7 separate regions of the Mus musculus genome follow, and all the other regions are linked to region 2. A link is a contact called in public HiChIP or PLAC-seq and promoter capture Hi-C data. All regions are on one chromosome and are shown on one strand. Each heading gives the region's core, a stretch centred on a gene start, on an enhancer-like site or on the middle of the called end of the contact. The rest is flanking DNA. Distances are from core to core; before and after follow the strand shown.

Region 1 (4,141 bases), core at 965-3,464, 830 kb before region 2:
ACAAAGGGTGGGCGATATGGTAGAGCATTTCTGAAGGGTGTTAGCATTTTGTCATAGAATTCAGAATCAAGTCGAGACTTAGTTTTCTATTTGGGTTTGCATATCTGATACCTATTATATAACTGCTAAGCTATAAGACCTGTCATCATAGTCACACCAAAAAGCAGAGTTCTTTTGTGTTGCTTTCAGAGAGTTAGTAGAAAAAGCAATGTAAGATACGTGAGAGCAAAGACAGCAGAAAATTGCTGCGAGGCCCTGAAGAGGTCACTTCTGCCCAAAGCCTCAGTCTGGAAGACTGCCACCTAACAACAGCACCCTCTAGTCAGGTACCCTGAAATGACAGCACTGTTTTTGTATGTGTATGTGTGCATCTGTGTGTGCATTTGTGTGTGTGCTGTATGAATGTGTGTGTGCTGTATGCATGTGTGTGTTATATGAATGTATGTGTTGTATGCATGTATGCTTATGTGCTATATGCATGCATGTGTGTGTCTCTGTGTGTATGTGCACGCGTGTATGTATGTGTGCAAGCCAGAGGAAAGCCTCATTTGTCATTCCTTAGGTACTGTACTGGCTAGTTTTGTGTCAACTTGACACAGCTGGAGTTATCACAGAGAAAGGAGCTTCAGTTGAGGAAATGCCTCCATGAGATCCAGCTGTGGGGTATTTTCTCAATTAGTGATCAAGGGGGAAAGGCCCCTTGTGGGTGGGACCATCTCTGGGCTGGTAGTCTTGGTTCTATAAGAGAGCAGGCTGAGCAAGCCAGTAAGTAATATCCCTCCATGGTCTCTGCATCAGCTCCTGCTTCCTGACCTGTTTGAGTTCCAGTCCTGATTTCCTTGGTGATGAACAGCAGTGTGGAAATGTAAGCTGAATAAACCCTTTCCTTCCCAACTTGCTTCTTGGTCATGATGTTTGTGCAGGAATAGAAACCCTGACTAAGACAGGTACCATCCTCCCTCTTTTGTTATCACATTTATTTGTTCATTTATATTCAGTGTGTGTGTATGTGTGTGTGAGAGAGTGTGTGTCTGTATCTGTGTGTGCATGTGCACATGCCACATCATGTGTGTAGAGGTCAGAGGTCTACTTGAGAGCGCTGTCTCTCTCCTACCACTTGGAGCCTGGGGTTAAAACTTAGATCACTGGGGTTGGGGGCAAGCACTTCCCCATCCCCTTACTGGTCCCACCTTCTTTCTGAGACAACTTCTTACCTTTCACTGAACTTGAACTTAGACTAGGCTGGCTGGTAAGTGAGTCCCAGAAATCCCTCTGTTGAGGATTACAAATACACACTACCAAACCTGTCTCTGGCTTAAAAACAAAACAAAACAAAACAAAACAAAACAAAACAAAACAAAACAAAACAAAAACCTCTTGGGATCAAACACAGGTCTTCATGCTTGCAAGGCGAGCTCTTTACCAATTAAGCTGTCTCCCCAGTCCCCAAGCTGAAATGAATAGATTTCCTTTGGGTCGTTTCTCTAACTGAACTGGGTAAAAGGAAACAGGTTCCTGAAGCACAGCAGAAGCAGCTTTTGCTTTGATTAGGAAGTTGGGGAAGTGAGTAAGGGAACCAACTGGATGCTGCAGGGAGATTGCTCAACTTCCCAAGTGCCCTGATTCACTCACATTAGACTATGTTCTGTGACCTTTTGACATGGGGATGCTCAGCTCTTTATCAATAAAATGGGGTCAATATAACAGCTCTTATTGTTGGACTGAGTTGAGTCAATGAGATCAGGACCTATCAGATACTGGGGAATGCTGGGAGAACAATAGCTATCAGTGAATTAATGATTGGTGTTTTAGTGTCTTAGGACAATGAGGAGACATCGAGAAAGGGACAGAGAGGAAGATGCCACATTTTTAAAGGTTGTATAGAATTTCCTGATAAAATATGACAAATGAAAACCATTCTTGATGGTTGAGTCTGGTTCTAATTAGCCTCTTCAGAATGTGACAGCGTCCATCGGAAGAATTTGCGGTGGAGGGATTGCCTCTCCTCCGGAAGTGTTGGGTTCTGGGAAATGTCCACTGGCAGAGGAATTGACAAGGCTAGACACTGAGCCTTCTCTAAGGTCATCCCTGGTGCTCCCTCCTCCCCACCTCCCAGCCACCACAGCCATCCAGCTCACTGCCACACTAGCCTCTGTTTCCCAGCACTTTTGTTTCCAAGTGACCATCAGTACAGCTAATACCAAAGCAGCCTTTGAAAGTTCTGTATGAAGTGCCCAGATTGCCATGGAAACAAAGGGAGCAGTGGTGGAGCCCTGGGGAGGAGGAGGTATCCTTTGTTTAATTGCTGATGAAGATTCGTGAGGGGAAAGGAAATTTCAGGTCTGGGGAAAGGAGAGATCTGTTCACCAGGAGGAAGTAGAAAGTTGGGAACTGCACCCTGGGGGTGGAGGAGCCACCCCAGACAGCACTGTTGCAATCGCTGGCTCTCTGGAGGCATTTTGATTAGAGAGTTTAATGAACAGGACTGTCAGATTCCTGCTAGAGTGGAGAAAAGGCTTGGGTTACAGCGACTATTAAGAGATTAAACAGAGCCTCTGGGGGTGGGGTACAGTACATTTAGTGTATATGCTTCTTGGCTCCATTTTAAATCCCTTTAAATGCATTACCTGTAGTTTCATTAAGGATTAGATCAGAATGTAGAGTGTTTCCTAAATTTTGGAGAACTGAAGTCAATTCAGGTTTATTACCCCCTCTTGCTTTTGAAAATCACCCCCCCTCTTCCAGGTATCCAACCACAGCACAAATTGCACAGTGTTCTAATACCCGTAACACCTGTATTCCATAACGCTCATTTAAAGCTTGACCGTGTGGCAGAGAACGAAGTCATTCTCGATCTGAAAACTACGCTCTCGTTCAAAATGTTCCAGGTAAAGACTACAGGCCTCTAGAATTAATTTCTGTAGAAACTATGGCAAAACAAAACAAAAATAAAGGAAGCAATTTGTAAAAGCTGTAGGTTATTAAGGGTTGACAAGGAAAGTGTTCTTGTATATAATTTCAAGACACACCTAACTGTAACCATCTAGTTACAGAGCTAGGGAGAGAGTAACCTTAATTCTTCTTAAAGATTAAGAGGAGAAGAAAATAAAGTATAATACCCATCAGGACGAGTTGGTGCTTGGTGTTATGATGGTGTTATTTCCAGTAACTAGCTGAGCCCAGATTCTGTTTTATGACTCATTCCTCATCTGCAAAGGGCTCTTGACCTGACAGCAAGACTCAGAGTGTAAAAACAGAGCACAGGCTCTCCTCAGGCTGGAGAATAATTGGTGTCAGAAAAGACCACTCAGTCCACAGCCACCCAATGTGCAGGTGAGGTGTCATGGCAAACAAAATAAAACGCATCTGATAAGTATAGCTTCTGGAAGCCCAAATGAAAAAAAAATGTAAAAATTTATTACTTGTCTTACTGCTAACAAAACCCTTTTTAAAAAATCTATGTGTACATGTGTGTTTGTGTGTGTTTTCTCTGGCTTAGAGATGCTTACAAAATCCAGAAGAGGATGTTGGGTCCTCTGGACCTGGAGTAAGAGGTAGCTCTAAGATGCTGGGAACTGAACTCTCGTGCAAGAGCAACAAGCTACTCTCAACTTGAGCCCTCTCTCCAGCCCCAACAGAAGGGTTTTAAAAATGACAGTGAAATCTACATCATTTATTTAATAATAAAAAAAAATCAGACTTTATTTGAAGGACTGGAAGTCTCTGGTGAGTCTGCTCAGTGAGCCTCACTCCTTGGCATTGCACCTGTGGGTTCTGTTCCATGTTGACTCTGGCATGGCTGACACTGACAGGAGAACACACATTTGACTGATGCATGCACAGTCTTCACGAGTTCTTGTACATCGAGGCTTTTCTTCCGGAAATGCTTTCTTCCCCCTCTTCCTCCTCCTTCCTCCTCAAGCTCAACCTCATCCTCGTCCTCCCCCTCATATGGACGGCTTGCTAAAGTTTGTTCTTTCCTGATACCATGTGTGTCAAATGTATGTTGTCAGGCTTGTTATCTTTACTTGATAAGCCTTCTTGCTGGCCTAAGCTAGCCGTGTGTGTGTGTGTGTGTGTGTGTGTGTGTGTGTGTGTGTATAATAAACATATGTATATATTTAATTATGAGTGGTTGCCT
Region 2 (4,146 bases), core at 1,639-4,138:
ATGCTTAGAAGGTTCTCTGGGATTAGTCCTGAGCCATCTGCTTCTTGATATTTTCTTTGGCAATTGTACCTATTCTTATGGTTGTAAGAATGGTTCCTTATGTAACTACAGTTTAACTTAGGATTTTTGACTTTATGATAGTACAAAAGTAAACTTACATTCAGTAAAAACTCAGTTTGAATTTTTTTTTTTTTTTTTTTGCCTTGTGATAGCAAAATTGGCCTGCATGGCCCTAGTTAGCTACGTTAAGTGCTCATGAGAGATAATAACTAATACTCTAAGCACACTGTACTGCAGAGCTAGGTTGTTTAGTAGGTTAGGTGGCTGAAATAGTTTCAGTTTGGGTTGAATTTAAAACAGGTGTAAAGAAGATGCAAGACTGTTCTAAATGGAGCAGCACCTGTAATGTTTAAGTCAATGATTAAATTTTCATCTCGGGCAGAGTTCCTTCCCATGTCTCATCTGCTCACTTCATTGTATCTAGCTGGATAACACAGGCTTAGTGTTTAGTGTACTAAACATATTATGAGTTAGTGCTGGGGAGCAAACCCAGGGTTGTTTGCATGCTCAGCAAATGCTCTACCATTGAGCTGATCCTTAGCGCCTCCTCTTGTTTGTTCCCTGTGATGACAAGAGTTCCTAAGAACACCTGGGGTGTTCTTAGACAGGGGTTGACTTGTTTAGGATGAGAACTTGTTCATCAATACAGGGATAGATCTCTTTTTTCTTCCTTTTTTAAAAGTTAAAAGAAAACTGTGTGGGTGTGTGTATGTATACATGTGCACTGCAGACACCAGTAGAGGGTACCAGAGCGCCTGGGTCTAGAGTTATACAGTTGGTTGGTTGTGAGCTACCATGTGGGTGCTAGGAACTGAACCCAGCTATCTGCAACAGCAGCAGGTAATTTTAACTCTTGGGCCGTCTCTCCAGCCCCCAGTTTTTCTCAGTTTTTAAGTGGGGTCCTGAGTTAGAGCCCAGGGCTTCATGCAAGATAAGGCAATGCTGTAAACTACATTCTAGATCCAGGAAATAAATACTTTCTTGTTCTGAGATAGGATTTTGCTGTGTGCTAGGATGGCCTCTAATTTGTAGCAATCCTCTTGTGCTGAATTACAGATGTGAACCACCACACCACCAGATCTGGAGCAGGGTAAGACAGACAAAATAAGAAAAGGAGACCTGCGACTTGGAAGTGGTCCTCAGTTGTGTGTTATAGAAAAAGCTTCTCGGGCTGTAGAGATGGCTCAGTGGTTAAGAGCACTGACTGCTCTTCCAGAGGTCCTGAGTTCAAATCCCAGCAACCACATGGTGGCTCACAACCATCCGTAATGAGATCTGACACCCTCTTCTGGTGCATCTGAAGACAGCTACAGTGTACTTAGGTATAATAATAAATAAATATTAAAAAATAAAAAAAGCCGGGCGTGGTGGCGCACGCCTTTAATCCCAGTACTCCGGAGGCAGAGGCAGGCGGATTTCTGAGTTTGAGGCCAGCCTGGTCTACAAAGTGAGTTCCAGGATAGCCAGGGCTACACAGAGAAACTCTGTCTCGAAAAACAAAAAACAAAAAGCTTCTCATAATTACTTATCAATGGCATAGAGTGGCAGCATTCACCTCTCCCTCCTTCGGTGCCCTTTACGTGATTGACCTATTGGTTGTTTTGAACAAGAAAAAATTAACCCAGGAGGTGCACAATTTGAAAGAGAATTTACTTGCTAATAATGAAGTGGGCAGGGAGAAAGCAAATGGGCAAAGGCTGAATAAAAAGGGGGCAAAGACATCTCAAGCACTAAGGTTGGTAGCAGATCATTGTACGGGCTTGAACACTGATGAATCCAGACTTGTTTTGCACCTTTGTTCCTTTGGCTATGGGCCAACCAGAGCAGAACCATATGTACATCTAAGCAGACCACAATCTGAACACGAATCGGAGGTCAGAAGCACATTATATCCACTTGGGAAAACAGGTTGAGCAGCTGATAATGCACTTCACAGTCAATTTGGTTCAAGTTCGTAACCCCATCCCTTTAAAAACGGGGCGATTTCATTCCACTGTGAAAGTTATAATACTTACAATAGAGGGCTTTCTATATTTTCCAAATGGGAAAAGCCTTGATTGCTCTCTATTTTAGCTGTTTTTCATGTCCAACACCTTAAACCGGTTCTGGAAATTCCCCCACCAGTCTACTCTACCTCTACCTTCCTCAACAGCCATGTTCTTTAGCTTTTCGATTTTTTAAACCTTCAACCTTTCGGTATTAGTCCAATCAAAGTTTGCCTTCTTGAACCCGTTCCTCACGTTCGCATCAGGCAACCTTCGGAGAACTAAGTTACCAACCTTGACCTCGACAGCGCCCCGTAATTCTACTATCCCACCACTCTTCTATGCCTCCTTAGAGTTCCGCCCCGTCTCATTCTCGCTCCCCCCACCCCCGCCCCCAGCCGTGAATCGCTTGCGCCTGCGCATCTCCAATTCAGGCGCTTTCCCTTTCCTGACGACCAATCCACTTCCCGCCTCCGGTCCTTGGAACACTCCTCCCCTCTGCTGGGGCCCTGATTGGAGGTGCTGGAAGCGGTTGTCCTATTCATTGCCTGTACATAAAAATTTACAGATAGGAGAATTTCAACGAATATCTGAAGGAGAAGCACATCCTCGAGATTAGGTATAGATTGATCACTTCTTAACCCAGACGAGGGATTGAACACATAGCGAGGGACCGGAGACGAAGGTCCATTTGGACTAGGCAGTCGTGCGGGCAGCCTTTTCCTTTTCCCTCTGCGCTCCGCCCCGCCCCCCTAGCAGCCCGGCCGCGTTGGTGAGTGGCGGGCGGGCGGGCCGACGGGCGGAGGGAGGAGGGGAGCGGAGGGAAGGCGGGCCCTCGTCTGCGAGAGCGGCGGGGGGAGGGGAGGGGAGCCCGAGCGCTGGAGTTGGTGCTGGGAAACCCGGGGCTAATGTTGACAACAGGCACTAGGTGAGTTCCGGGGATCCTCCTTCCCCCTCCACTCCGACGATAGGGACGAGCTGGTGCGGAGGGCTACCGGTCCGGACTCCTGCTCCCCGAGGGACCCGAGAGGCGACTCCGCACTCCAGCTCTCCGGGGGCGGCGAGCAGTGGAGGGACGAGCGGATCGGACGTCGTCCTCCTCAGACCCCTCTCCCGGAGGCTCCGGTCAATGTGGGGGGGATGTCTCGGCCCGGCCGAGGCCGGCGTGAGGGGCGATAGAAGAGGTGTCTGCCCCGCATGCCTGGGCCCAGCGTCGGGGCTGGAGGCGGAGGAGCCTGCCGTGGAGGGGGAAGGTGTTCGGGGGCGTGGAAGAGTGCGAGGAGAGGCTTGGGGCGAGCTCGGCGGTCCGGAGGGAAGCGTGGACGAGGGAGCGGGGAAGATGTGGAGTAGGCAGTCGAGCTGGAGAGGCTGCAGTCTGAGGGAGTGTGGGATGAGAAGTTAGGCTTGGGGCTTAGATGTCCCCACGGAATAGGAGTTGTGGACGGGAAGTGTGTCAATGGTGGGACCCTGAGACCCAGCGGGGGTTTGTGGGAGATTTGTGGGTGATGCGTGTGCAGGGGAAGAGGCTTGGAGCGGACCTGCGGATGGGGGGCAACGGGGCTGTTCGGGTTTACTTCCTTTTAATCAGGTAGGATGGTTGACTGTTCGACTCGAACTCAAGGCTTTCATTACTTCCCTTACAAGCAAGTACTGTTGAACTAAAGAGAAGCCTAGCAGAGGCTGCTTACAGGTTTGGGGGTACGCATGGAAGCGAATAGCCTTGCTCTTAGAAAACCTTAAATGTACCGATTGACACATTAGATGAAAATAAGACTGTTACTGACCCTTCTCATTTGTCATAGTTTTTAGGGGTTCATAAAAGTCGTACAGATCGTCAGGAAAGCCACTTTTGAGCTGTGGTGAAATCTCTGAAAAAATTTGAATAAGTCTCGTACATATATAAGGATTTTGTAAAAGAATAAACTCAGAAACCGGAAGATATCTCTGTGCTGTTCTACCTTTAGAACATTTTGAGTTCAAAACACAGACTTGAAAGGTAAACCAGCATTCTCTTACTCTGTAGTGTTTTCAGAGCAGTCTGATTGTGATTTCATACATAGACCATATGGTACTTAGCAAACTTATAGCTGTATTAGGGGAC
Region 3 (4,198 bases), core at 348-2,847, 940 kb before region 2:
AAAGATAAAGGCTGGATCGATGGCTCAGTGGTTAAGAGCACCGACTGCTCTTCTGAAGGTCCTGAGTTCAAATCCCAGCAACCACATGGTGGCTCACAACCATCCGTAATGAGATCTGATGCCCTTTCCTGGTGCATCTGAAGACAGCTACAGTGTACTTAGATATAATAATAAATAAATCTTTTTAAAAAAAAGATAGAAAGATAACATTGAAGCTAGGTATGGTATCAAACTCCTTTAATTGCAGTCCTGGGGAAGGTGGAAGCAGGTTGTCAGAACCCTGGCCATTCTGCCAAACAGTGAACGAACTCTGAGAGAGGCCCCAGAGGGGAAAGGCAGAGAGAGGGCCTTTAACCTCAAGTATAGCTTGCTCCCTGGATGGTTCTTGGACCTGATTTCCAGCCTCCTTCAACAAACATTTGCATTCAATTTATAAGACATGTTTGTTCCTGTTGTATGTGGGAGCATGGCTATAGAACCCACTCTGGTAAAAGGATTGGGTTTTGGTGCACCCCGAATCTGGATATGGCCTTCTGCCTTGCTTTAGTGTTTCCTCAGATATAAACCCTACCGTGTAGGCCAGGCAATTGTGCTTAACTTGTTCTGTTCTGGCTTACGGTATACTTATTTACATTCTGCTGCTTTCAATTATCCTTAGAACCACATCCACAATGCCCGCCTGAGAAGCAATGGGTGGGTACCTTCTTCCTTGTTTCTATTTCCTCAATTCCCTGTGTTTGCATCTTCCTGCTAGATTAGCTTGCTTTCAGCTTCTTGAACTGTTTTCAGCTTAGGCATTTTGTCTAGAAAGCTCTTTTAGAGTACTTTCTCATCTCCAACTAGCTAATTTCTGAGCCTTTCTAGTCGGCCATACCCCGAAGGTTCCCTCTAGAGCCCCTCTGCCCTAGTTAACTGCACATTTGTCCACCACTGTGTGCTTGTTATAAGGATCCTCTTCAGAGTGCACCACCACTGTCCGGCAGAAATAAACTTTTAAAAAACAAAAATAAAAGGGCGCTCTTAAAAAAAGAAAACAACCGGGTTGGGGAGGTGGCTCAGCGGTTAAGAGCATTGACTGCTCTTCCAAAGGTTCTGAGTTCAAAGCCCAGCAACCACATGGTGGCTCACAACCATCTGTAAGGAGATCTGACGCGCTCTTCTGGTGTGTATAAAGACAGCTTACATATAATCAACCAATATTTAAAAAGAAAGAAAAAAGAGAAGAGAAGAGAAGAGAAGAGAAGAGAAGAGAAGAGAAGAGAAGAGAAGAGAAGAGAAAAGAAAAGAGAAGAGAAAAGAGAAGACAACCCAAAACGGGCTCCTTAAGCACTCGAGCCCTCCATCTTCCAGCCCCGGCGCCTTGCCCGTTCCAGCCTCGGCCAAAGGTCGCCTGCTCCGCTGGATCCAGATCTCGGCGCCTTTGCCCCTCAGAGCCCGCGCCTCTCCCTCAGACCCCAATCCCTGCGTGGATGCCCAGAGTTCCGGACACACGCAAACCCCGTGACGCTTACCTAAGACCCGGGCCTCTTCCCGGTCCACAGCGGATCCCGCCAAAAAACTAAATTGGGCTCCGCCCAACTCTGACGTCGACGCGTTCATTTGTGGAGGACGCTCTGATTGGCTCCACCGGAACTCTTGGACCACACAGATCCTTGGCTGGGGGAAGCACCGCCTCTCAGTAGAGCAACCTGATTGGCCATCTTTGTTATGGGCAAAGAACTTCCGGTTGGTGAGGCTGCAGATTCCCATAATTAAGATTCACATAGCAGAGCTCCAGCCCATCTCTGTAAGTTAACACTCAACTGGTTTCCCTGCTGGAAGTAAACTTATTGAAGTCCCAACCAGTTTTGCTGCTCCTATGTCCAGTTTAGATATTAGGATTTGAATAGAGAGAGAGATGAAAGTTTCTACTTTTCACTCTGTCTGACCTACAGGAACTACCATTTCTTCAGATTTTGTTTCTACACCTGTAAACGAGGGAAAGGCTAGATATTTTTGGACGCAGAAAACAATATCCCTAGAATAGTGCAGATTCAGGGAACTAGATTATGTCAGAGTTGAGAATAATTTATCAGATCATTCTTCAGTAAAATTCAAACTTTTCTTTACAAGTATTTATACATAGGTCTAAAACCATTTTCCAAATGCAGAATATTTACCCTCCATAATTCCAAAGACTTCCATGCACAGTTTTGTTGATGTTTAAGACAGGGTCTCTCCAAGAAGCTCTGGCCTTGACCTTTCTGTGTAGATCAGGTGAGCCTTGAACTCAAGACTCTGCTTCCCACCTACTGGGTTTAGAGTGCCTGCCTGGATTACTTTAAAACAGTATGTAGCAGGATCCAGAGTGTCCTGGGATTCCTCCTCCCTCCCCCTCTTCCTTTTCCTTTGTGCTGATGATTGGATAACGGGGTTCATGGATTCTAAGCATGCCCTGTGCCACTGCCATGGAGCTGGATTCACACCCCTGGCCTAGGATTCTTGAAACCTGCCTCAGCTTCAAGAGTGCTGGGATTACAGTGACCACACGCACCTCCAAGTGACACTCTTTAGAGTCTGAATTCATCCACTAGTTGATTTGAGATAAGACAGCATTGGTGTCTCTATCTCTCCACTCTGTTTACCCAGTGTGTGACTAGAAAGCAAAGAATCTTGATGCCTGGACACGGAGTTTTCTTCTTCTCCATCTCATCGTTATCAAAGCCTGTGCTCCTGGCTCAGGATTAGGAATAATTCTAGTATGAAAATTTCACAGTGATAAAGAGACTTCAATAATTAGATAGGCCAGTCCTTTTTTTTTCTTTTTTTTTTTTTTTCAAGACAGGGTTTCTCCGTGTAGACCTGGCTGTCTTGGAACTCACTCATAGACCAGGTTGGCCTCGAACTCAGAAATCCGCCTGCCTCTGCCTCCTGAGTGCTGGGATTAAAGGCGTGCACCACCACTGCCCGGCTGATAGGCCAGTTCTTGTTGGTCCTCTCTAGTTCCTTTCTTCCCTGTGACTTTACAGATAACCTTTGCTTCCCATGTGATTCCAGGAATAGGAAACAGTATCAATCTAAGTGTTCAAGCACAGATGGATATGGAGAGCTAAGCAATTTGTACTAATTGGTTTGGTGGCAATTTTGAGGAAAGAGGAGGAAGTGATTTGGGGTAAAATAAATTCAGAATCCAATGCCTGTGGGATATTGAGGAGAGAGAAAGAGGGCAGAGGAAACTCAGACAGAGGCTAGCTGGTCCCTTTCTGACTTGTACAACTAGTTGTTACTTGAGGTGATCCACTTTAGCAGGGAACATGGGAAATCCACATTTAAGGGACATGATAGAGTCCATTTGGTTTCATAATGGCATCTGAATATGTTTGGCTTCTTGGTTCTGTGACAACTTCAGGCAGGAAGAAATTAGAAATCCTGAGAACATTTAACTATCAATGCGCAAGCTGACTTAAGGCAGGACAGATTTGGTTCTATGGCTCCTAGAGCTGGATGAGGCAGAAGGGTATGTTGATAAGGCGGAGCATGGTGGAAGGTTTGGTGTGCTTGCACAGAGCTGCTCGACTCATGCAGCCAGGAAGCAGGAAGACAGAAGAGCCAAGAGCAAATTTACCACTTCTGCTCTCAGTGACCTCTTCCTCCAGCTAGGCCCCGCCTACAGAGTGCTACCACCTCCCAGAAGCCTTTTGTTTTGGCTCAGCTATCCTCGAATGTTCCCCGTAGACCGGGCTGGCCTTGAACTCAAGAGATCCACCTGCTTCTGCCTCCCAAATGCTAAGATTTAAGGTGTGTGCCACCACCACACTGTAGCTGGTCTTTCATTACTTTGTGAGTTCTTTCTTCCACCCTTTCAACCCCACAACACCAAATAAAAGAAAAAAGGATAAAGAGATCCCTGAATAAAGTCAGGGCTCAGAAATGGGGAGACATTGTTAAGACTACTTCCTGCTGATTAGGGCCATCCGAGTTTTTGGGACAAGTTTGGTCTTTGCCATCAGGATGTTTAATTTCTTCTTGTTTCTTCTTTGCACGTGGCTAATTAACAAACTGGGGCCAACATCAACCAACAACCCACCAGGTTTCTGGCGTTTATACACCCTCCAAAAAAATCCCTAGAATTCCAAACATCACAAAATCAAAGAAACCATCTACAGCTGGCAAAATCACACCCCCACCTCAGCCTGAGGCAAACCATAGTCAGCTGCTG
Region 4 (4,121 bases), core at 921-3,420, 920 kb before region 2:
CTCATTCAGCAAGCTGTAGTCACTTTTGCCTTGCCAATAAGCACTTCCTTGGCTAAAACACGTTCTTTCTTGCTTTTTAAAGATTTATTTGTTTATTTATTTATTACATGTAAGTACACTGTAGCTGTCTTTAGACACACCAGAAGAGGGTGTCAGGTCTCACTATGGATGGTTGTGAGCCACATGGTGATGTGGTTGCTGGGACTTGAACTCAGGACCTTCGGAAGAGCAGTCGGTGCTCTCACCCACTGAGCCATCTCTCCAGCCCAAACACTTTCTGAGAAGGTAACAGCGAGTGAGCGTAGCATAGCACTGTTCCCAGTAGATGAGTTCAGATCTCAGCACACACGAAACCAGATCAATGTCCCATGAGAACAAGCCTACTCTGATGAGCCTGAGGCATGGATACTATTATTTATCTTGTTACTTTAGCTTTGATGTTACTTTAGTTTACATTTAAAAGGGATCAGGTCCTTATTGGACAATGCAGCTCACACCTCTAATCCCAGCACTCTGGAGGCAGCAGGGATGGGTAGAACTCTGAGTTCAAGGCCAGCCTTGTCTATGCAGTGAGTTCCAGGCTAGCCAAGGACACATAAAGGCTCTTTCTCTAGATAAACAAACAAACAAACAAACAAACAAACAAAAGGTTCTCTCTCTTTTTTTAAAGCTATAGTTTAAGAGAGTTATAAAATTTTTTTGTTTTTTAATGAAGTAAAAAGGCCTGGGGGATTACCCAGTCCCTAGTGCCTGCTGTGTGTATGAGATCTGAGGCCAGTTCCTCAGCATCCATCTAAAAGGTAGATATGGTGATAACTCTTGCTTGCAACCCTAGTCCTGGGGATGCAGAGACAGGAGGGTGCCTGGTTTGCTGGCTGGCCAGCCTAGCCAATTGGTAAGCTTCAATAAGAGAGACCCTCAGAAACTAAAGTGGCCTGTCTCAAAGAAAATACCAAAGTCAGCTTTTGACTTCCACATGAACATGCCAATATGTACATGGACCCCACCCCCTACACCCTGCCCCCTCTGGAAAAGGAAAAGAAAACATGGTGCTTATGTCAGAGACCTGTAATCGTAACTACTCAGGAGATTGAGCAGTAGGCTTGCAAGTTCAAGGTCTGCTCAAGTAACTCTGAGACCCTGTAAGAGGGAAGGCAGGAGGGTGTAGCTCAATAGTAGAACATTTGCCAAATATGCAAGAGGCCCTAGGCTTATTCGAACATCCTTACTAATTTAAACTAAATGCTGTAAAACCAGGGTTCCAAGTTCAGTGCCAGCAGGCAAGATGGCCTTGCACAGTCTCAGCCAGTAGATGGCTATAGCTAGCTGTCTCGCTCCACTGTTGACAAGGAGCCCAGGCTCTCAGCTTTCCTACAGACACACCCTCGGGAAGTAGGAAAAGCCCTTGCCCTGCCTGGAGACATCAGCACCCCCTCCATACACAAGTCACGTTTTATATACAAGCTGAGGTGAAAAGCTATAATAATTCTGTTACAACTGATAACCGCAAAGCAGTTCTTGAGAGTGGATTTAGTTGAGGGGTCATTTGGTGGTTCAATCCCCAGGCTATGGAAGTACCTTTGCTCTGTAAATACCTGTTGCTTGGTTAGTTCTTCAATTGTTTTCAGTGCCTTATTATGTTCTTGAAGGAGCTTGTTGTGAGTTGCCTGCAGAGTGGCTAACCTGGACCTATTAAAATGTGATATTAAAAGTGGAATAATGAGGGAAATATCACAGAAGCCCATCCTCCTGTCTCCCTAACAGACTTTGAAAACTCAAGTAGAAAAATCTCTTGGTTTTTTTCCATCCCACCAACTTTTAACTCTCAGCTTGACAGGACCAGGAGTCACCTGAGGAAAGTCTCAGTGAGAGATCGCTTCCATCAGGTTGGCTCAGGGGCCTGTCTGTGAGGACTGTCTGCACTGCCTTTACCCATGTCGGATGACCTGCCACATGAAAGCAGTGACACCGGCCAGTCCCTAGCTTAGGGCTCTCGATTATCCCAGCACTCGGGTGTAAGAGGCAGGTGGATCTCTGTGAATTCTGGGACAGCCAGAGAAACACAGACCAATCCTGTCTCAAAAAACAAAACTAAGCAATAGAAGTAGGCAAGGCAAGCTGAGAACTAAGCATTCATTTCTCTCTGCTCTTGACATGATGTGAATGGGCTTCCAGCCCAGAGCGCCTTGGCCAACTCCCTCCCAGTGAGTGGCTGGACCGTGTAAGCTAAGATAACCCCTCTGTCCACGAAGTTGCTTTGTCAGGCTATTTTATCATGGAACAGAAATGAAACTACAGCCACCACTTGTCAGCATTTTTCTTACTCTCAAAGAAAATGGTATCTTCCATAAGACTGTCTTTCTCTCAAAAGATAGAATAAAAATAATTTTCCTATTTTTGCTACAACGCAAAACTTTAATCTGTCCAGGAGTCTCCTAGACATCTAGTTTCCAGATGGTAAAACAGATTTTATGCCATGACTCCCAGGTACACCCCCACCCCCACCCCACCCCATCTGTATTTGGCCAGCTGTCCTTCCCCTTCTGGGTGAGCTGCCGCCCCACCCCGCCCCGCCCCCGCCCCGCCCCCACCCCACGCACACAGGTGCACACACTCACTTCTCCTCCTCTGTCTTGGCCTGCTCCATCTTGATTTCGGAGCGCATGCTCTCCACCTGCAGCTCTAACTTCTTGTTACTGTAAACGAGCTCTTGCTTTTCATTCAGCTCTGATGGTGTTGCAGAGTTCTTCCTCTCCAGAGCCTGACACCTGAAAAAGATGAATATTCCCCGAGGAGAAACAACACTTTGTCACTCTCCCTGGCTTCTGCACAAATCCTCAAGAGGATATCAAGTACAGAGTGTGGTAGGGCCACAGGGCAAAACACTTTGTTCTTTTTGCTTCAGGTTTGCTTTCTTGTTTTGTTTCTTCCCGCCTTATGGTGGGTGGGATATTTTAAACATCTTATATTTTTAATATATTTTTACCCAACCTGAACTAAGGAGCAAATTACAGCAAAATCCCTGGGCACCCTTCAGAATCTAAAGTCTGCCTGTCACAAAGACTCTCATTTCTGATGAGGATCCAGTAAGAGGAAAGGAAAGCCCCGAGCATCTCCTATGAGAGCCGAAAGACAGATACACTATGGCTATGTGCAGGGTGTTAATGCCAAGTACAGCAAATCTCTCACATCACAATACTATATGTAGCTCTGTACAGGGGTTACAGAGGTTGGTGCTCTTCACAGCACAGTGCAAGTCCTCTTGTGTCCTTATGACCCGTGTGACAACAGCTTCAGGAATACACACCAACACTAAGTTCTCTTTTTCTGAACCGTCTATCAGGTCCCTGCTTGTTTTAATACAGTAACAAAACTGCTTTGCTACAGTAACGCACTTCATAAATCATGCGAGGAAATTAAATGAGTTATTACTTTTCTTGAAGTCTCTTCTTCATCAGCTCAGCCTCACTGAGTTTTGTGTGTGCCTCTTGAAGCTCCTTAAACAGAGAGGTCACTTGAATGCTCAGTGTTTCCACTTCGCTTCCAACCTGTCAGACAATGTCAGACATTCACGTGAGACAGAGCATTCGAGAGGAGGTGGACCTTGTGTGAGGAGAAAGTATGGACCACTAATATCCAGCTAACACGGAAACCCTGAGTAGACTTGATTTGCGCAAGACTTCCCCAAGTGACTTATGTGAAAAGCAGTCTGGGCAAGCTTGTGTTTCTGTGCACCACATCCACTATCAGTCTAGGCCTGTGTGATAATGGATTTACTGCTAAACCTGGACCTACTCAGGCTTCTGGGATCACAGGTCACCAGGTCAAAATATAACTTTATTCGTGTGGGGAAAGACTCCGAGACTATATTGCCTTGCCAATGTCTGCTTCTAGCTTACGTAATTATTTGTTATCCAGCTCTTCTCCCGGAAGCCCGCCAGTTGTCAATTTGCATATGAGTTTTATCCGAGCTTAGAAACATCAATACTTTCCCATTAACTGTTGGTCCATCAGTTAACGGTGTGCTGTTCTGGCAGCGTGCTCTCTTCATGTAAGCTCATCCTGTTCTCTCTCCACCTTCCCCACCCCCGTTTTGCTTTTGCACTCATGCTGATCTGGAA
Region 5 (4,015 bases), core at 366-2,865, 950 kb before region 2:
CACTGGAGCTGTTGGGAACCTTTATGTGGTTGTTGGAGTTGAAATTTTTTAGGACCTCTGCTCACTCCGGTCAACTCCGCTCGCTCAGTCCCTGCTGACTCTGGCCCCAAGATGGATTTATTATTATACAGAAGTACACTGTAGCTGTCTTCAGACGTACTAGAAGAGGGCTTCAGATCTCTTTACCAGTGGCTGTGAGCCACCATGAAGTTGCTGGGACTTGAACTCAGGGCCTTTGGAAGAGCAGTCAGTGCTCTTACCTGCCTAGCCATCTCACCAGCCCGAGACTTTGTTTAAACAAACAAACAGTAACCAAAAATCGAGCAGAGATTAAGGAGCATAGACCAAGGTGGAGTTCTTGACAAGAAGAGACACTCTTTACTTCTGATTATGGTGACAGAAGAACAAAAAGTTGACTTATAAGCCTATTTTAAATGACATTTAGAGTTCCCGTGCTTTAAAAAGTAAAAACAGCAATTGCTTTCAAAAATCTTATGTTACTATAAAATGCATAAAGATCCAGGGAACAACCCTTTGCCACCTGCTCAGACTGTGCACAATTCCATTCCAAGTTCATGTGATACAGCAGTGACTGGAAACCCAGTCCTCAGGACTCTGGAGCAGGAAGACAGAGCTGGAGCGAGGCAACCTGGACTATTGAGACCCACACTAACACTTGATGTTGGAGGGTAAGCTGTGCTTAGACCCTGTCTTCTCTAAACAGGCTCTGTCCCCCACCATGACGGCGACGCCACAATACCTTCAGGAGAAACTGTGTTGCTATTCTCCACACGCTCCTTCACTCCCAGCATGGCTCGGCCATCCATTTGCTTCCTTACAGTATTGTTTGGATCTACTTTTGTGAGAATCTGGCCTTTTGCCCTTAATTTTGCAATAGCAGCTAACTAGAAACAAACAGATAGACAGTCAGTTGAGATACTGCAGACCACAGCCCTTGGTTCTCTAACAGAAATTGGGCTGTGAGACGGCCCTGTGTGCAAAGCCCGCTGCCTGAACTCTAACCTGAGAACGCACACGGTAGCTGCGGAGAACCTATTCCTGCAAGCTGTCTGCCGACCACATGGGTGGCATGTGCATGCACACACACAAAAGATGGCACTAAAAGTTGATGGGACAAAAATAAGTCTACACATAGATAAAAATGATGTTTCAGAGAAATACGCAATATGAAATGGCAGAAGTATGTTTAGGGCACTTTTGGAAATTTTTGGAAAGTCTATCCAAAAATTCATTTAGCAACTTTTAAAATCAAATGTTCTAACAATACATTTCAGAGACTTTTACTTTTGATACTTCCATGCTGAGGAATAACAGCAGGGAAATATTAAATGTCTTTGCTTGCTGTAAACAAGCCATTATGTTGAATTTCCATATTTAAATCATTTTCAAGAGTAGAAAACTGAGCATGTACCAAAACCATTGCAGACGATTACATAAACCAGCATGGACCTTGAGCCAGGTGTCACAGTGCTCCTTGGTGCCACGTGCTGAGATGTCAGACAAAGTGCGCACGTGGAAGGTTCAGAAGCAGGCCTGTAGTGACGTCTCTCCATCAGCACAGGCAAGGATTACCACGAATAGCCTGGATTTGTTCTGTGTTTGACTGTGAGTTAATTTTTGCACACTGTGTTCATAACCTTTAATCAGTAATAGAATTTTCACAACTCCTAACTTCAGTTACGAGAGCCCCAGTGCAGTTGCAGCCCTGATTAAGAGGCTGAACTTTGCACCATCAGTTTGTAGTCCTAAGGCTACTGTCTCCAGCTGTAGAACAATACCTTCCTGGGGGCTGCCTCCTCCAGACTGACAAGGAACTGTATGTATAGCAGTGATGGCTCTGAGTTCGTAGATAAGCTCAGCGGCTCTATGCTGATACCATTCACATTGCACTTGCTTTGGAACTATGTAGGATGATTGGTTAACACCATTTCGTCACAGAATGCAAAGCCAAGCAATGAAGACAGAAGCCAGCAAAAATAAATAAATCCTTAACTTTCCTGCCTGTCCCCAGGGTCACATGCAGCCACCATGCCTGGCTTTTTCCTTGAGTGCTAGGGATCCAAGCTTAGGTCCTCACGCATACATAGTAAGCACCCCGTTGGCTGCCCGACACCCCAGCTACCTTTTTAGCTTCTGCTGCTGCGCTCAGTTTTGGTCTTGGTGGTGGTGAATCATCAAAGAAGAGAACATCGTCCCCTTCTGAGATGCCTCTGCCCAGCTTGGGCATCCGTGGGGTTGCAGTTCCTTCCAACCTGGGGAACTCAGCCCCAGTTCGAGGAGACTGGGCAGCAGCCTGTCGAGAGGAAGACGGCACTGCTGGGCTCTGGACTTCACTTGAGCTTTGGAGGAATCTTAAAAAGGAATAGGAAGTAACTAAATATGGGTTGGGTATGTGGCTCAATGGTACATCATTTATTTGTCTAGCATGCCCTAGCCTCTAGGCTCCATGCTACAACCAAAACCCAAAGTAAATAAACATAAACGATAAATATATACCCGAGGCTCAAAAGACGTAGAACTCAAAACAGATCAGGAGACCGTGGATAAGCTTGAGTGGACAATTAGTTGTTGGTAAACAATTTCCTTTCTTTGGTTAATAATTCAAACTAGCAACTAAGAACACAGGTTTCTCTCGCCTAACTGAGTATAGTGTGGATTTTCCATCACTTCCTAGCTGATGACCGTTTTACCAACTGGCTTGGCCAGAGATGCTGTCTACAGCACACATCTAAAATTATAATGCAGAGGCAAATAACCACAAATCTGTGTGTGGTTAGCTGTAAGACCTCAGGGCCTCATTGCATCGCCCTGCTTCTCCGTTTATCCTTCAGGAAGGGAATACATAAGAAACCCTTCACAAGGAAGAAGGGAGGAGAAGTTGAAATGGCACCGGGTGAATTACTACAATTCCTTATAGGCATGTACGGAACTGTCAGAAAATTAAAAAAAAAAGAAAGAAAGAAAGAAAGAACCTAAACAAGATGGTGGAGGCACATGCCTTTAAGCCCAATACCCAGGAGGCAGAAGCAGGCAGCTCTCAAGTTCAAAGGCAGGTCTACAGAACAAGTTCCAGGAGAGCCAAGGTTACACAGAAAAACCTATCTTGAAAAACAAACAACTTAAACCAAACCAAACCAAAAAAAAAAAAAAAAAAAAAAAAAACCCACCAAACCCCCCAAAACAAACAAAAACCCCCCAACAAACCAAAACCAACCAATCAAACAAAAGCCCTTAACAAAAATGGCACTGCAATTTCCTTGTTGATGGAACCCAGCTTGTATGGCTTAGTAGCAGTCACGTTTGCCCACTGAGCCATCTTGCCAGCCCCATGCCCAACACGTTTGAAATAACAAAGTCTGTTCACTTCAGAACCACAGCACCCAGATTTCTCATTCTGCAGATAAACAATTGAGCTCAAGGCCAGTGCTCAGAAGACCTCTCCACACGGTCTCCTTCCTCGTTCCCAGGGGCACAGTAACTGCTCTCCACACCAGCAGGCTCTGGGAGCAGGAGCATTGATTGGAGGCAGGGAGCCGGATCTGCTCTTCTTACCGCTTCTGTATGTCTTCTGATCTCCTCTTCCGCATCTCCAGCATCTGTTGTTTCTGCTGCTTCAAGAGGGCTGATGCTGAGATGGACTGGATGGCAGGTTTGGAACTCCCTAAAACACAGGCCACACACTGAGGGGTTGTAGAAAAGATCTGGGGAACATGGGCACACACCCCATGATCACATACGCTGACTCTACCTGAAGCCTTGGCTCTGGCTAGATGCTTTTGTAAGTTTCTGGCTCCAAATGTGGGCAGGGCCATCAATTCCCTGAACTCCTCAGAGCAGGACAAGCTCTTCTGGGGAATACCTGAAACATGTAGACATTAATTTTATAGGACTCAAAATGTAAATGGTTTGATATCATGTGAGATCACGTTTTAAACTCTACAGTCATGACTTAGTAACCTGTTAGTGAATCAGATATAGTAATAATAATACCACC
Region 6 (3,884 bases), core at 598-3,097, 860 kb before region 2:
CACATGTGTGTGAGCATATCACATGTGTGTGAGCATATCACAGGTGTGTGAGCATATCACATGTGTGTGAGCATATCATATGTGTGCACACGTGTGAGCATATCACATGTGTGTGAGTATATCACATGTGTGTGAGCATATCACATGTGTGTGAGCATATCACAGGTGTGTGAGCATATCATATGTGTGCACACATGTGAGCATATCACATGTGTGTGAGCATATCACATGTGTGTGAGCATATCACATGTGTGTGAGCATATCACATGTGTGCTTGAGCAACACACAGAAGATGAGTATTACTTGGTGAGGAGCTTGAGGGTTTGCAGAGAAGGAAGCAATCACCTTCCAGGAAGCCAGGAGCTCACAGGGAGGCAGGCAGGAGAGAAGGAAAGTGCTGAGAGGAACAGCCAAGGCAGCTGGCCACAGCGGGGCTGAGGAGCCGAGCTCTGCAGCCCTCCCCAGTACAGCTCCTTCTGTACACAGGATGCAGAATAATGCCGTGTGACCCCCATGCCTGCCCATGGTGTACCTGGACCAAGAGAGGTTGAGTTGAGTGGAATACAAATGAGTTGCCAGCTTTAGGTTTGCAAGTGACAAATGAATCTCAAGTGTCCTTCAGGCTAATCAAAATCTCTCGATCGGAGAAGTGGCAGTCATCACGATTTCATTACCTCTGACTTCTGCAAAAAGCTTTAATTTGGGTTCTTCATATATTATTATATAAATTAATGATTACCAACAGCTTCCATTTCCAGACTTTAACTCTCCTACCTATATAGCCACCAACTTCTGTCTATTGGGCAGATACTGGAAGACCAACAGAGATAGCTGAGCACAATGATTGTATCCCTTGTCCATGAAGTACTCAATGACACAAAAAACCAACAACGTCTTAGTTACTTTTTTTCCTCCTCTGACAAACTCTATAAAGCAACTTACATAAGAAAAAAGTATTTAATTTGGGCTTACAGTTTCAGGGGGTTAGAGTCCATGATGGTGGAACATAGGAATAGCTGAGAGCTTACAGTGTGATCAGAAAGTAGAAGGGGGGTGGAGAGGGAAAGGGGAGAGGGGAGAGGAGAGAGGGAGACACAAGAGACAAGAAGACTCTTTTGAAACCTCAACTCTCATACCCAGCAATACACCCCCTTCTACAAGGCCACACCCCTTAATCTTTCCCAAATAGTTCCATAAGATGGGGACCAAGTATTCAAATATATAAGCCTATGGAGGCCATTCTCATTCAAACCACCACAGAGAGCAACCTTTATATTCTAAATCCAGAGGCGAGTTTGCTGGGATTCTAAGAATGCTTACACCGTGCATGTGGAGCGGTGCACAGCGTGAGCTGGCAGTGCAGATGGAGAAGGAAAACAGAGTCTTGCTGATCAGCTACCACCAGCCCTTGGGCACCCAGCCCTGTGTTCTAACAGTCATTGCTCATGACACAGTGATGCTGAGGTTACAGTTGTGTTACATCAGTGCTAACAATTTGCCTATTTTATTTTTGGCTCCTGGAATAACTTAGCCCTTAGCCAAGCATATGTGATGGTGTTTCTTTTCTCTTTTCCGTGGGGCTGGGGAGGTTGTGTAGCTGTTAGTGATTTGAATATATAGGAAATGTTATTCTTGCAGCCTTGATAGTCAGGGCAAATTGTAAAATAGAAATTTTTGTGAGATTTCAAAGATGAGGATTATTTTGATAACATCATTTACTGATTTAAAAGATGTGATTACCCCAACTCTACTGAGGAGGAAACCTACTGAATAACATAACATAACTTGGGATATGTGTTTTACATCAGTTTAAAAACAACAATGAGACTGTGACTCATCTGGCACTGTTTTCAGATGGCTCATGTTTGAGGAAAAGAACGAGTTTAATTGCCTTTTAATCCACCTCCCCAACCCACACAACAGGGACTGAACCCTGGGCTTGCTAGACAAGTGCTCTGACTCCAACCTGAGTCTGCAGCCCTGGGTTTTCCCATCCTTTTGAGGTGTGAGGGAAAACCCTCTACTCTGTCCCCATCTCCCATGTAAGAGATCAGGGATAGCCAGACTTGAGGGTGAAGGGGGAAAAAATTCAACTTTGATTTGTGTGTGTTTCATTTAGTTTCAGTACGAAGCTGAAACTATTTCTTCCTTTCCCCTCCACCTTCCCTCTGTCTGTCTCTCTCTCTTCCTCCCTTACTCCTTCCCTCTCTCTCGCTCTTTCCTTCCCTCTTTTCCTCTCTTTCTTTCTTTCTTTCTTTCTTTCTTTCTTTCTTTCTTTCTTTCTCTCTCTCTCTCTCTCTCTCTCTCTCTCTCTCTCTCTCTCTCTCTCTCTCTCCGTCTCTTTCTTTCTTTCTTATTGACTCACTGGCCTTAAACTTGTAATCCCCCTGCTTTAATTTCATCCCAAGTGCTGAGACATCTCTAAGTGCAGAATACAGTGCTAACTATAGGCACAATGCCATATACCAGATCTCTTTGTGCCCATTTTTAAGTCTAAGCTGCACTCAGCATATTATCAGTACATATAAGTGAGTCATAGATAAACAGTCACAGTGCTAAGGGTGTACCTCAGTGGTACAGGGCATGGCCAGGACCTCGGCATCCATACCTGGAGCTACCATTGATTCAGTAGCTTGCATATCCAGGCTCTCCCTGAGGTCCCATAAGAGGGACCTCATGCTTAGGTGAACAGCTCCGTATGTCTTCTGCAGGAGGCACCCAGAGGTATGAGTCCTGTCACACTCCGTGCTGGGAAGCACTGGTTACTGTGCCAGGACACTGTGCTTTAATTGTCCAGGTAGAACTGTCTAGTCCTGACCATTGAGCATTGACCCTCTCAGAATCATGGCTGATCTTCTGCAATCCTCTTCACCTTACCCCCTCACCTCTAGGGTCTGGGACACTGCCCCCCACCTCCTGTCTCCTCACGGCTCCCAGCGACCTCCCTATCCTTGCTAGCTCAGGTTTCCCCTCCAACCCCAAAGGAGCTTCAGGATATCAAAAGTTCATCTTGTGGCTCAGTGTCGTCATTCCCCCAATGACTGTCACCCAGATTTTGAAGGAAGAATAACATGGTGATAGCTGCTGTGGCAATATTAGGTGCCCTGTACTTTACAATGTAAAGTGCCGGATGTGGCACTCAGTGGCTGTATGTGGCAAGATAATTAGAGGCAAGATAATTGAGGCAGAGAGCTGAGGTTCAGCATCTGATCTGGAACTGCAAACAATGGCCCACCAGCATCAAGTGTTGGGGTCTTGCTGCTCCCCCACCTGCTTGTTGTTTCAAAGCAGGACCTCATGTAACCCAGGCTGTCCTTGAACTCACTAAGCAGAAAGGCATGATATTAAATGCCTTTAGGCCTTTAGGTATGATCCTCCTACCTTTAGGTCCCCGGTGTTGGCACTACAGGCATTCACCATCACAGCTGGTGTGTGCTGCTGGATAGCAAACTCAGCTTCATGTGTGCTTAGAGAGCATTCTATCAGTCAAGCTATATCCTTGACCACCCCTTCAGCCACACGGGCCCAATGGTACATCAGTGTCAAATCATTCCTCGAAAGCTCTTGCTGGGTGAGAAGTGACCCTCGTCCCTCTCCATAGCAAGCCAGATAAGGTACAGGATGTGACCAAAATAGACAGGCAAAGAGTAAACTAAGAGTTGGAAAGATTTGGATGTCATTTAGGGCAGAATCAAAATGATAACTCAAAGAAACCCCAAACACCTCACTGTCTAACCTTTTCACATTGCAATACAATGTCATCTTCAAATGTGCTGGACCACAGGCATGGCTATCTTGGGACATGTGTGACCTACCGGATATGTCTAGCACAGGTTGGACATATTTGACTTTGATTCTGGTGTGTTGTGAGATCCACTGGCTAT
Region 7 (3,958 bases), core at 312-2,811, 890 kb before region 2:
AAGCAGATTTGGGGATGAGTAAGTACAGTTCATGGCCAGAAAAAGTATGGGCTACTTAAATGCGGGAGCTCGATAATAACCAGGAGGAAAGTCATACCAACTCCTCTCAAGACTGAGGTGAGACTGAGTCTCTCTCTCTCTCTCTCTCTCTCTCTCTCTCTCTCTCTCTCTCTCGCTCGCTCTTTCTCTCCTCCCCCACACAATTTACAGGCCGGTTGTAAAAACTGTAGCTACTTTCATGGTGTTACACACTACATAAAGTACTGCTCAAACCGGCTCACTATAAACAGATCAAATACACACGCGATCCACAGTGGAAACTTCCCTCGTCCAATCAAGTCCAAGGCAGTCTCTGGTAGTGGCCTCTGCTCTGTTCGGATCTACCCCATTATCAGCCTGGGGCGATGGGCGATAGGCTCCTAACTTCGCTCCCTAAGTCAAAAGAGCAAAGTGGCTGCTTTGGGTCAAAGGGCAGCTTTGGATTCAGTTCTGAAAGCGTAAGTGATCCAATACTGCCTGCCTTATGTGATTTTCTTGAGGTTTTCCATAAGATTGGCCGTTTCAACCTTAAATACTTCAGGCATACATTCATTCCTACACAGGAGTCCTGACCCTGCAGGCTAGACCAGGTGCTGGGTTTCATTTCCCTCTGAGGCTTGCTTACTGCCTCCAATTTACACATTGCCCGTGGTAAAAACAACTCCTTCAAATTTCCCAGCTTTTAAAAATTCATTCTTATTATCTCACATTCCCCCCGCCACCCGCCTCCGTCTCTTTCTGTGACCCCCCACTGCCAAGAGTGTATATACATGCATGGATATAGCACTCTCTCCCAGATAGACACAACAGTTAATGTACCCTTCTGTAAGCCTGTTACTTTGGCAAGGGGTCTCTCTATTCTTCACTGTTCCTGGGCGACCTCATTCAAACTACCTTCATTCCTTGCGACAGTACCTTAACCACTTCCTCCTTAAAATGAACTGACTGCTTGCTCAATCACTCTCAACCTGGGACGTCACCTTCAAACCACCTCGATGACTTGAACTGGAAGTCACCTGCGGCCAGCCGAGACTGTTTTACTATCCCGGGGAAAGAGGGGTGTCCTCTGGGGTGGCCGTCACTCCCCACCCCCACCTCCATCCCCGCCGCCCTGTCACACCAGGGCAGGGTCTGCCTGGGCCTCGGAAGCCTTCTCAGGACAGCCGTCCTACAGGAGGGCCGCCCCAGCTTCGTCACCCTTCCCGCGGCAGGCTCCGGAAGACGGCGACAGCGAGAACCGCTGCCAGGATGGAGTCCGCTGGGGAGAGTCGCCGCGCTCAGTCAGCGCCCGCCACCCCCCGGCCCGGCTCACCGGCCACAGGGATCCTCTCCTCTTAGGTCACTGCTTCGTTGGTATTTTGTCCCAAAGCTCTGGATGCCGACGCCCGCCAGGGACCAGCCGGGGGGCGGCGACCGGGCAGCTGGACGGTGACGCGCGGCCTCGCGACCCGCCAGGCGCCGCTCAGCTGACCGCAGCGCCCGCTCCCGCCCTAGCCAAGAAATTTCCCAGACCACGCCCACTCGGTCACGCCCCTGAAAGCCACGCCCAACGCTCCGCCCCTCTGTAGCTCTTCCTGAGCCCCAGGGTCTGTCTCCGCGGTTCGTTAGGGATAGAGCCTCTCTTGGAGGCTTTAATTAAAAACCAAAGAAGAAAAGAAAGACAATGCAAAATGTGTTTGAGCTCTTGTTCTCCCAGATCCATTAACATATAGCTGCATCAGATGGCCCAGGCAGGTGAGATTGATGGATTGATTCGGATTACACTCAGCAGTCTTAACTGTGCCGAGGATGCCTCTACTTAGACTAGAATGCAAAGCTAGAAAATAGTAGAGAAACCTTCTAGTTTGCATTCCCAGCCCCTGGGCATCAGCAAGGTGGCATCACAGGACACAGATGGCATTTGATCGGAAGGGTGAGCTCCAGGCAAAGCGTTACCTTGACAACCAGACCCCAGTGAAAGGTAACTAGGTAGAAACTCTGGCTAGCTCCTGGGTGGCTCAGAAGATAGCATGAGATTAGGTTTTGTGCTCAAGGTCAAAGAGATGTCATAACCAGGGAAGAATTTTGATTACTGATGAAAGGAGAGATAAGGAACACATGGTTGTGACTGCATGTGCACCTGCACACAGGTTGGAAGGAGAGGTCGGGATCCTCACCAACACAGTAAGAGACAGCTCAACTCAGCTCACCTAATTGCATAGACCGGATCACCTGCTGTCCGTTCCAAGACTTGGTCTCAAATGTTAACCCTAAAGCTGGACAGAGAAGGTTTGAAAAGCTGTGTTGGGGAGCGGGGTGGGGGGGATGGGGACTTGTAATTTTTATGATAGTCTCCACAACTAACACAGAAGACTTCTGTGAACCCTTGTCATGCCTCTCGACCACCACCTAGTTGTATTTGCAGGGCATATTGGCCAATGTCCTTTCATTCTACTGAGTTCTGACACCATGTCCCTGAATGTGGTGGCAGGTCCCACAGGTAAGAATGCCACCCTGCAGATCTGTCTGAGCCTTCCAATGCCAACGGGAAGCCCCAGGCTGTTTTTCCCGAGCCTCTGACCCACTAGCCTGCTGTACATTGGGGTTTACAGAATGTCCTTGTTGGGCTTTACTAATTTGCCATGCAGCTCACAGAACTCAAGGAAACAGTTATGTTTAATGGCTTATTATAAAAATGTATTTTTAAAAGATTTATTTATTTATTTATTATATGTAAGTACAATGTAGCATTCTTCAGACACCCCAGAAGAGGGCATCAGATCTCATCACGGATGGTTGTAAACCACCATGTGGTTGCTGGAATTTGAACTCAGGACCTTCGGAAGAGCAGACGGTGCTCTTAACGTCTGAGCCATCTCTCCAGCCCATAAAAATGTATTTTTAACAGGTAGGTATAAACAGCTAGATGGGGAGCTATGTAGGTGTACTGGCTAGTGTTGTGTCAACTTGACACAGCTGGAGTTATCACAGAGAAAGGAGCTTCAGTTGAGGAAATGCCTCCATGAGATGCAATTGTAAGGCATTTTCTCAATTAGTGATCAAGGGGAAAGGCCCCTTGTGGGTGGGACCATCTCAGGGCTGGTAGTCTGGTTCTATAAGAAAGCAGGCTGAGCAAGCCAGGTGAGGCAAGCCAGTAAAGAACGTCCCTCCGTGGCCTCTGCATCAGCTCCTGCTCCCTGACCTGCTTGAGTTCCAGTCCTGACTTCCTTTGGTGATGAACAGCAGCATGGAAGTATAAGCCGAATAAACCCTTTCCTCCCCAACTTGCTTCTTGGTCATGATGTTTGTGCAGGAATAGAAACCCTGACTAAGACAAATTGGTACTGGGAGTGGGGTATTCCTGTGACAACCTGACCATGTTTTGGGGAGGACTGTGGAAGGACTTTGGAACTTTGGGCTTGAAGATCCATCCGTTGTTAAGAGCTCTGTCGGATGTTGTGTAGGAGCTTGGAAGACAACGTTGAGAACACTGCAGAAGATGGAGGTCTGGTTTGTGAAATTTCAGAGGGAAAATTAAAGACTCTTTTCAGGGCCATTGCTGTTTTGATTGTGAAGATTCTGTAGTTCTGGTTAGCTGGGGCTGAAGAATCAGCTGTGATTAACAAGATACCAGAACTACTAAAGCAAAAACTTTGCATTACTGGGACTATTGATGCTGGTTAGCTGGAGCTAAGAAATTAGCGGTGATTAAGAAGAGACCAGCATCATTGAGGTGACATCTTCTGGGAAGTGTTTTCTGAGAGCACAGTGGCTGTGTTCCAGATATAGCCAAAGTTGTACATTGTGCTGTGGCTGGACTTGGTAATGTGTAAGGGTCACCCAGGTGGTACTGGTTTTGAAGGCATGAAGGAGTTGAGCAGAGCAGCTGAGGCTTGGCACTGTGAGAGGCCATGGAAGGCCATTGGTGAAAGTGCAGCCT

Evidence for each region. Promoter capture Hi-C pulls out the DNA fragments that hold promoters and counts their contacts. HiChIP or PLAC-seq counts read pairs in DNA pulled down with a chosen protein or histone mark. Capture Hi-C pulls out chosen DNA fragments and counts their contacts.
Region 1: a promoter capture Hi-C map of stem cell-derived epiblast-like cells shows a contact between it and region 2, with 3 times the contacts expected there. The contact joins the enhancer-like site here to the promoter of Upf2 in region 2. A contact is called at or near these places in 9 of 39 promoter capture datasets (the 3T3-L1 cell line, 3T3-L1-derived adipocytes, the HPC-7 cell line and 5 more) and 3 of 115 datasets of contacts at active chromatin or transcription factors (bone marrow-derived macrophages, embryonic basal ganglia and embryonic stem cells).
Region 3: a contact with region 2 is called in a promoter capture Hi-C map of liver, with 3 times the contacts expected there. The contact joins the promoter of Mcm10 here to the promoter of Upf2 in region 2. A contact is called at or near these places in 6 of 39 promoter capture datasets (the 3T3-L1 cell line, cranial neural crest, embryonic stem cells and 2 more), 4 of 484 Hi-C or Micro-C datasets (CD4 T cells, bone marrow-derived macrophages, regulatory T cells and 1 more), 14 of 115 datasets of contacts at active chromatin or transcription factors (the 230-238 cell line, embryonic stem cells, epiblast stem cells and 4 more) and 2 of 9 other capture datasets (adipose tissue and liver).
Region 4: a promoter capture Hi-C map of liver shows a contact between it and region 2, with 3 times the contacts expected there. The contact joins the enhancer-like site here to the promoter of Upf2 in region 2. A contact is called at or near these places in 9 of 39 promoter capture datasets (the 3T3-L1 cell line, the HPC-7 cell line, cranial neural crest and 4 more) and 9 of 115 datasets of contacts at active chromatin or transcription factors (the 230-238 cell line, differentiating embryonic stem cells, embryonic stem cells and 1 more).
Region 5: a promoter capture Hi-C map of liver shows a contact between it and region 2, with 4 times the contacts expected there. The contact joins the enhancer-like site here to the promoter of Upf2 in region 2. A contact is called at or near these places in 12 of 39 promoter capture datasets (the 3T3-L1 cell line, 3T3-L1-derived adipocytes, the HPC-7 cell line and 7 more), 1 of 484 Hi-C or Micro-C datasets (bone marrow-derived macrophages) and 5 of 115 datasets of contacts at active chromatin or transcription factors (embryonic stem cells, hepatocytes, large pre-B cells and 1 more).
Region 6: a contact with region 2 is called in a FOXA1 HiChIP or PLAC-seq map of pancreatic cancer cells. The contact joins the enhancer-like site here to the promoter of Upf2 in region 2. A contact is called at or near these places in 13 of 39 promoter capture datasets (the 3T3-L1 cell line, 3T3-L1-derived adipocytes, the HPC-7 cell line and 8 more), 1 of 484 Hi-C or Micro-C datasets (rod photoreceptor) and 11 of 115 datasets of contacts at active chromatin or transcription factors (bone marrow-derived macrophages, craniofacial prominence, embryonic forebrain and 7 more).
Region 7: a contact with region 2 is called in an H3K4me3 HiChIP or PLAC-seq map of bone marrow-derived macrophages, with 5 times the contacts expected there. The contact joins the promoter of Optn here to the promoter of Upf2 in region 2. A contact is called at or near these places in 11 of 39 promoter capture datasets (the 3T3-L1 cell line, 3T3-L1-derived adipocytes, the HPC-7 cell line and 6 more), 2 of 484 Hi-C or Micro-C datasets (B cells and LSK cells), 12 of 115 datasets of contacts at active chromatin or transcription factors (bone marrow-derived macrophages, embryonic forebrain, embryonic stem cells and 6 more) and 4 of 9 other capture datasets (adipose tissue, embryonic stem cells, liver and 1 more).

Annotation. Positions count from the first base shown.
Region 1 is chr2:5,114,882-5,119,022 of GRCm38.p6, forward strand. No RefSeq gene overlaps it. Among named protein-coding and RNA genes, the nearest start is that of Gm39755, 14 kb to the left of the region's middle. Within about 2 kb of position 2,215, at least 49 of the 459 cell types and tissues checked have an H3K27ac peak or open chromatin away from gene starts, as enhancers often do. A contact at or near this core is called in embryonic basal ganglia, where this site is marked.
Region 2 is chr2:5,948,581-5,952,726 of GRCm38.p6, forward strand. It overlaps Upf2 (UPF2 regulator of nonsense transcripts homolog (yeast)), which reads left to right and starts at 2,889. Exons shown (of 22, transcript NM_001081132.1): 1 at 2,889-2,973.
Region 3 is chr2:5,011,194-5,015,391 of GRCm38.p6, forward strand. Mcm10 (minichromosome maintenance 10 replication initiation factor) reads right to left here and starts at 1,598. Exons shown (of 20, transcript NM_027290.3): 1 at 1,512-1,598.
Region 4 is chr2:5,031,536-5,035,656 of GRCm38.p6, forward strand. Optn (optineurin) reads right to left here. Exons shown (of 14, transcript NM_001356487.1): 8 at 3,433-3,548; 9 at 2,619-2,768; 10 at 1,596-1,689. Among named protein-coding and RNA genes, the nearest start is that of Mcm10, 21 kb to the left of the region's middle. Within about 2 kb of position 2,171, at least 25 of the 459 cell types and tissues checked have an H3K27ac peak or open chromatin away from gene starts, as enhancers often do. A contact at or near this core is called in the 230-238 cell line and liver, where this site is marked.
Region 5 is chr2:4,994,961-4,998,975 of GRCm38.p6, forward strand. It overlaps Mcm10 (minichromosome maintenance 10 replication initiation factor), which reads right to left. Exons shown (of 20, transcript NM_027290.3): 12 at 3,770-3,880; 13 at 3,574-3,682; 14 at 2,144-2,372; 15 at 761-905. Among named protein-coding and RNA genes, the nearest start is that of Mcm10, 16 kb to the right of the region's middle. Within about 2 kb of position 1,616, at least 10 of the 459 cell types and tissues checked have an H3K27ac peak or open chromatin away from gene starts, as enhancers often do. A contact at or near this core is called in 3T3-L1-derived adipocytes, hepatocytes and liver, where this site is marked.
Region 6 is chr2:5,093,659-5,097,542 of GRCm38.p6, forward strand. No RefSeq gene overlaps it. Among named protein-coding and RNA genes, the nearest start is that of Gm39755, 7.8 kb to the right of the region's middle. Within about 2 kb of position 1,848, at least 28 of the 459 cell types and tissues checked have an H3K27ac peak or open chromatin away from gene starts, as enhancers often do. A contact at or near this core is called in pancreatic cancer cells, where this site is marked.
Region 7 is chr2:5,062,556-5,066,513 of GRCm38.p6, forward strand. Optn (optineurin) reads right to left here and starts at 1,562. Exons shown (of 14, transcript NM_001356487.1): 1 at 1,352-1,562.